Regions from separate parts of the Macaca mulatta genome. Here region 1 is linked to region 2. Evidence: chromatin contacts called from public Hi-C data. All regions are on one chromosome and are shown on one strand. Each heading gives the region's core, a stretch centred on a gene start, on an enhancer-like site or on the middle of the called end of the contact. The rest is flanking DNA. Distances are from core to core; before and after follow the strand shown. Region 1 holds the start of SLC25A28 (solute carrier family 25 member 28). Region 2 holds the start of GOT1 (glutamic-oxaloacetic transaminase 1).

Evidence for each region. Hi-C and Micro-C count contacts between places; a contact is called where the count stands out from the background.
Region 1: a Hi-C map of blood shows a contact between it and region 2, with 6 times the contacts expected there. The contact joins the promoter of SLC25A28 here to the promoter of GOT1 in region 2. A contact is called at or near these places in 7 of 14 Hi-C or Micro-C datasets (CD4 T cells, blood, cortical neurons and 4 more).

The regions. Positions count from the first base shown.
Region 1 is chr9:111,678,956-111,682,765 of T2T-MMU8v2.0, forward strand. It overlaps SLC25A28 (solute carrier family 25 member 28), which reads right to left and starts at 1,728. Exons shown (of 4, transcript NM_001265757.1): 1 at 1,412-1,728. The coding sequence starts at 1,702.
Region 2 is chr9:111,490,535-111,494,004 of T2T-MMU8v2.0, forward strand. It overlaps GOT1 (glutamic-oxaloacetic transaminase 1), which reads right to left and starts at 1,334. Exons shown (of 9, transcript XM_015147909.3): 1 at 1,158-1,334. The coding sequence starts at 1,275. It overlaps LOC107000244 (a long non-coding RNA gene), which reads left to right and starts at 1,647. Exons shown (of 6, transcript XR_013398242.1): 1 at 1,647-2,145.

The sequences.
Region 1 (3,810 bases), core at 478-2,977, 190 kb after region 2:
TTGACAAGGGCATTTAACATTCTAATGTCCATTTTAGTCAAGTACATTTACCCCATTTTCAATAGATATGGCCCTTGTTAGGAGTTACCTTGTGCTAAAATACTCCTGCCAGTTTACTGTCATTCACAAAGCTTAATGAGCACTCCCCCCATTTCCTTATCCACATTACTAAGGAAAACATGAAACAGTACTGGAATCAGAGGGAGGTAAAAGGGATCTACTTTGCATTTCCCAAGTTGATTCTCTCCTCCTTTTGAATACATAACACTTTCCTGATTTGACGAGGAAATATAAATCAAAAAGCTGCCAGGTTACTGTTTGACTATTACCCTTAACATGTAAAGGAGGTATCGGTCTTTGTCATATCAACAGTCCCCTCTAGTTTACCTCTCCCTCAATTCAGTCCTCACCTTTAGTGGCTGCTACCTTTACTAATGCAAGAATAAGAACTGTAAAGAACAATAATCTGTTTCTTTCTTCACCCAGCTTTCTTCAGAAGGACCTGACTTCTGTACACATTAATCATCCTGCTTGGTTGTGAATGCAATTATACTTTCACAAGATTCGTGTCCTCTTGTTGATCTCATTCCATTGTCTTCATACTTACATCTACTTTCTAATACCGTCACACTTCCTTTCTAGGCAACTTCTCCCTTTTTGTCAACTTCAGGTGGCCAAAGAAATTGCTATCAGTTTCATCTCTCTTGTTTGGAGGCTGATGTGCTCCCTGCACATACAGTCCTAATCCCAGCTCAATTTTCATGTTCAGGAAATAGGTGGGGTATCATGCTTGCTTCACAGAGAAACTGAAACCTTTTCCTGAATACGATCTTTCCCATATTACTTCCAGTCTGGAACTCTGCATTCTCACTGCACAATGATTTCCAATCACTCATGTGTTTAAGATTTAACGTGTTAAGTCCTTTATCTAGCTGAAAGATTCCAGATTCGGGTTCCTGCCCCGTCAGTAAAGGAAGATACAGTAAGGAGTTTGTAAAAGCACTAGCCCAGAAAACATCTCAAGCCGTTAGATCCATTTCAGGGTCTGGGTCACGCCAGCTGGCTTCACCTTAATCGAGTTAGTAGCACTTACCTGAGCTTCGGGATACCCCATCCCACCCTATTCCTGTTTAGTCCCAGGTGGGGTCCAGGGCTTTGGCTGACAGATTTTCGATCCTGAGTCCCGATTCAGATTTCACTGACGGTTAGAAATAGGTCCTGGTTCCTGACTGGGATCAACTCCCAGCTGGGACCTTGCTTGAATGGAGTGTCGGTTCGAATCATGTGGTAGTGGCAGGAGCCAGGAAGGAACCCATGTCGGCTCCGGCTCTCAGCCGGGATCCTGGCTCCGGACAAGACCCAGGGGTCGGGTCAGCCCCAGGTCTGGTTCGAAGCCCAGTGCAGGTCTCACCTTGACGCAGTCGATGGGGTACATCACGCAGTGCTCCAGGATCCCTGCCACGGCGCCTGCCACCATGTGCGTGGTGACAGTGGCTCCAGCCGGCAGCGCCTCGTAGTCCGGGCCGGAGTCCGGATCTTGACGTACCGGCGGCCTGCAGGCCCCGGCCTCCCCGCCGCCGGCCCCCCGGCCCACGCCCCGCTGCAGCCACCCGTCCAGCAGCGCCGACTCCCCGGGGCTCCGCCCGGGCCCTGCCGCCGGCCCCCCCGCCACACCGCCAGCACCCCGCCCCTCCAACTCCATCCACCCGGGCCAGCTGCGGCGCCCACCCCCGCCGCCGCTGCCACCAGTCCCGCCGCCGCCCCCCGGCCCCGTAGTGTCCGCCTCAGGCGCGGCCCAGAGAGCCCGGGGCCTCCGGCTCCCGCTTGGCCCCGCGGACACGCCCCCCAACCAACCATTGGTGCAGACCCCGAGTTAGACCCACCCTTTTCCTGACGTGAGAAAAATCAGTCGGTAGTATTAGCGAAGTCGCCTGTCATTCCTCCGCCCTGAGGCGTTGCTAGCGCCTAAATCCCACCCTTTCCCCTTTGATCTTGGAAGCTTCTTGTTTATTGGTCACTGATTGGCCGACATGTGCGATCAACCCGCCTCTGACTTTTTAGAAGGGCGGGAGAAACTTAAGGCTGAACTTTGATAGGCTCAACCACTCTTGATACTTTGACCGCGGCCATTGGCCCGCACCACGTCGGTCCCCGATTGGCTATAGAAAGAGCGAAGCGCCCAGGGAGTCTAGGGGCCGACTTCGGGCCCCTTGCTGGCGCCTGCAGAGCTGCGGTCCCCGTGCGCGGGATCGCGTCGGGGGCGGGGCGGTGACAGGCCTTCAACGTCAAACTGCTGACGGGCACCGTTACGACCAGCGCTCGAGTGCGCTCCTCAAATTCTGAGACGCGTGGCTGGAGAGCGGGCGGCCCTGGCCCCGGAGAGCCGTGTTCCCGCGGGATCTCGTCGCGGGCATGAGGCGGAGCCGGCCTGGACCGGTCATCCTCTGGCTGGCGCGACCAGCAGCCTGTCCGGGAAGCCGTTGCGACATGCGGGCCGGGAACCGCCTCACAGCCAGGGGGGGACCGCGGCGGCCCGCTAGACTCTTGTCGGGTCTGGAGTGGGCCCTGGGGCCGGACCCAGTGCTCCTCAGGCCCCAGCGCCCGGCACTGAGCCTCGCATCCACCTTCGCACAGTAAACCCAGCAAGTGTTGAATGAATGAGGTCCTCCGGGCCCCGGCTGTCACTGGGCTCTGCGCCAGGCCGAGAGCCGAAGGCGGGGAAGGAAGATGTCGAAATGGGCGGGATGATTCAGAGATGACGGCCGGTGGCGAGGCGGGGCTGGAGGCCGCATCCCAAAGGCAGCAGGAAAGTGCGGCGGCTGTGGGGAAGCTCGGACGCACTGCCCGGCCCAGTCTGAAGCGTCAGCATCTTGTTCCTGAGCCGGCGCGCTGATGGGCCCCCCGCCTGGTGATGAGGGCCTCTGCCTGCCTCGGGTCAGCCCGGGTCCTGAGAGGCAAGGCCAGCGATTCCCGGCCTTAGGACCTCCTGCGCTAGGGAGCACGGGCGCCTTCCGTTTGCCTTCCCTGAGCGTGTTGGCACAAGCCGCCCGCGGTTTCCAGCTCTGTCTTCTCTGTTTTACCCAGATGATGCAACTGTGGACTTTTTCATCTGTTTATAGCCTTTCCTTGGATAGGAAGGATGTTTTCCTTTTTTTCTTTCTAAAGTTTAGCCCTTCTCTGGGCTTCCTTTTTAAAAACTTTTTGTACTCTTAAGCGGTCGTTGTTAACCGTTGGGTCGCGACCGTTTGGAAAATAATAAACCTACGAATTCTCTTCTCCTACTTCTACCTCCCATCCCCTCTGTGCACCCAAAATTTTGCATATAATTTCTGCATTTCAGAGTCCCTGAAGGTGCCATGTGGACACCCTGTGGGGTCCATTAACCTAGTTAACCTCTCCCTGGCCGGCGCAGTGGCTCACACCTGTAACCCCAACACTTTGAGAGGCCGAGGTGCGACGATTGCTTGAGCTCAGGAGTTTGAGACCAGCCTGGACAACATGGCAAAACCCCGTCTCTACAAAATAATAATAAATACAAAAAAGTACAAAAATTCAAAAATTAGGTGGGTATGGTGGCATGCACCTGTAGTCTCAGCTACTGGGGGGAGGATTGCTTGCACCAGGGAGGCCGAGGCTGCAGTGAGCTGTGTTGACGCCACTACACTCCAGCCTGGGTGACAAAGCAGAACTTTGTCTCAAAAAATTTTTTTAAAAAGGAAATCCCCCACAGCATGTTCAGTCTCTCCATTTCTCTAGCATATTTAGCTTGAGAAATGAATAGGTCTACCAAAAACCCATTCAATCCTGCTA
Region 2 (3,470 bases), core at 84-2,583:
AACATCCAAATGACAGTGAGAAGAATAACAAATTCATCAGAGAGGGTGAGGGGTAAAAAATGTGAGAGGCACTCCAATACAAATCTTCTTCTTGGCAGATGGGGAAACTGAGACCCATGCTCTTAGCTGTCCAAGGTACAGATGAGAATCACTTGAATCAAGAAATGAAGGCCGGGCGCGGTGGCTCAAGCCTGTAATCCCAGCACTTTGGGAGGCCGAGACGGGCGGATCACGAGGTCAGGAGATCGAGACCATCCTGGCGAACACAATGAAACCCCGTCTCTACTAAAAATACAAAAAAATTAGCCGGGCGTGGTGGCGGCGCCTGTAGTCCCAGCTACTCGGGAGGCTGAGGCAGGAGAATGGCGGGAACCCGGGAGGCGGAGCTTGCAGTGAGCCGAGATCGCGCCACTGCACTCCAGCCTGGGCGACAGAGCGAGACTCGGCCTCAAAAAAAAAAAAAAAAAAAAAAGAAATGAAGACAGGATGTGTGGAAAGTAAGCTTCTACTATCCATACTTCACTCCTTTCCACCATCTCTACCCATTCCTACCACATCTGTGAGGGCCAGAACCATTTCCCCAGACCCTCTGGGGGCAGCATTAAACTGTCTCAAAGCATGTGTAACATCAGCAGATTTTTAAATCCTTAAGGGCAAAAATCAAACCTCAGTCTCCCCCCACAAAGCTTAATAAGGTAGTTGATTGACACTCAGTGGTCACTCAAATATTTACCGACCCAGAACAGAGCTTCCTAGCGTTAAAAGTTCTCCTTTACCCATTTCCCAGCAACCAGAACCCTAAGCCTATCAGGCTTCCTATTTTTCTCCCTCTCTCTACAAGCTCCGGCAGCCCCATTTCTTATGAGGCTGTAGTATAAAGAACGCAAAATGGGTAATCAGAAAGACTGAGTTTGTGTCTTGGCTGCTACATCTGGTTTGTGCGGCCTCGGACACATCACCCCTTTCCAGGGACTCCACACCCGGATCTGTAAAATGGGCAGGTTTTAGGAAGCCTTCGTGGATCCAGCCTCCTCTCCGGCGCCGCCCTCTTCAAGCAGCGCCACACTGGGCCTCAGCTTCTCCCACAATGTCCACGACCTGGGGTGGGTCCGCTCCACTCCCCGAGCTGCTCGCACTCCAGAGCACTGCATCCTTACCTCCCACTCCCAGGTTGACCTTGCGGGGGTCCGGATCCTCCCGGAAGTCGGCAGTGAGCTTGAAGACCAGGACAGGCTGGGCCTGCGGAACCTCGGAAAAGACTGACGGAGGCGCCATATCGAGAGAGCAGGAATCGAACCCTTTCACCCTGCGCCCGGAGCTGGCCTGTCAGGTCTGGCCGCTGCGACTGGAGGAGACTCTCACCTTCACCTAGCCGACGGGGGCGGGCCCGCGGCTTCCAATGGTCGAGCCGCGTCCAGAGCTTGGTAACGCGATTAACCAATCGGCAGCTTGTGACGACGAAGAGCCAGGCGGGAAGGAACGCTATTAGCCAATCCAAGAAAACAATCTTATCGGCGGCCGAGAATGATGTAACCAATGCAATTTACTCCGGCTTAGGCGTGGGCGGAGACTACGGTTGATTGGTAGAGCGTGCTCCTATCGCAGAGGCTGTTATTCCTTCGGTCTCCCCGCGGAGGGGAGGAGCCGAGCGCGCGGCGGGTGTCCAGGAGAGGACGCCTGTTCGACCTTCGAGGACCTGGAGGATACGGGGAGGTGGCCGGAGGGAGTTCCCGAGGACAGGTCTTCCTGTTCCCGCCGAGCAGGTGTTGGCGCTGCCAGGCCCGGCCTGGCGGGCACGGGCTAGCAGCCAAATACGCAGCGTCTGTGCTCGGGACGCGAGTGTTCGGCCAGGACGTACAGCTCCCGAGCCCGCGCGGGCGACCTTGACCACTTTGGTCGGCTGTTTCCCTCTGAGGGAAGTGTAGCTGTGCTGCCAGCCTTGGTCTCTGGCAGGGAAAGTCCTTCCAACAGGGAGGGGTGCCCACGAATTCCTTTTTGCCGCTCTTCTATTAATAGTTTGAGATTTTCCTCCCCGGTTCCTTGCAGAGGGCCTGGTGCTCAAGGACCTCGGGATCTGGGCGCGGCGTCCCTTCCCAGCTTCCTCCCGCGCGCACCGGACCTGATCTTGCTGTCGTCAGCTGGCTGGTACCCAAAGTGCCTCTTCGTCAGGCTGTTCCTTCCCCGTTCGAGTCCTTCCTCCCCAGGAGCCCTGTCCATCTGTTGACCTTCAAGACCCAGAGCGAATGCCACTTCATCCATGAAGCCTTCCCTTAACCCTTATTCTGGCCAAAATGTCTCTTTCCTGTGCTTCTGTACTTTTAAAAATTTTAGAAAATGCCTTTGTGGTTAAGAACCTATCCCCGGGACCGGACTATCTAGGTTTAGATTCTGGCTACCGCTTACGAACTTGGCAGGTTTAGTCACGTTATTTTAACCTTTCTGTGGAAGTTCCTGCTCTGTGGAAGTAATAGTATTTTCCTCAGAGTTGGTGTGGGGATTTTGTGAGTTATTACATATACGAAGTGGTTAGTTGCATATAAGAACCACTCTCTAAATGTCAGCTATTGTTACCATTGCATATCTGCCACATCCTTCGTAGATAGTAAACTTTTTTTTTTTTTTTTAACTTTTAGGTTCAGAGGTACATGCACATGTTTGTTTTATAGGTAAATTGCTTGACAGGTGGGTTTGGTGTACAAATTATTTTGTCACCCAGATAGTAAGCATAGTACTTGACAGGTACTTTTTCTGATCCTCTCCCTCCTCCCACCCTCTACCCTCAAGTAGGTCCCGGTGTCTTGTTCTCTTCTTTGTGTCCATGTGTTCTCAATGTTTAGCTCCCACTTATAAGTCAGAACATGTAGTATTTGGTTTTCTCTTCCGCATTAGTTCACTTAGGATAAAGGTCTCCAGCTCCATCCATGTTGCTGCAAAGGACATGATCTCTTTCTTTTTTATGGCTGCATAGTATTCCATGGTGTATATGTATCGTATTTTCTTCATCCTGTCTGATGGGCATGTAGGTGATGGGCATTTCAGTTGATTCCATGTCTTTACGATTGTGAATAGAGCTGCAGTGAACATACATGTACGTGTGTCTTTATGGTCGAACGATTTGTATTCTTTTGGGTATAGACCCAATACTGGGATTGCTGGGTCGAGTGGTAATTCTGTTTTAAGTTCTTTGAGAAATCGCCACACTGCTTTCCACAGTGACTAAGCTAATTTATATTCCCACCAGCATTGTATAAGCATTCCCTTTTCTCCACAACTTCACCAGTATCTGTTATTTCTTGACTTTTATTCATAGCCATTCTGACTGGTGTGAGATGATATCTCATTGTAGTTTTGATTTGAATTTCTCTAGTGATTAGTGATGTTGAGTATTTTATATGCTTCTTGGCCATGTAGCTTCTTTTGGCTAGGGACCTGTAAGTCTCCCTAAGTTTCTTGCACTTACTAAGCCTTCA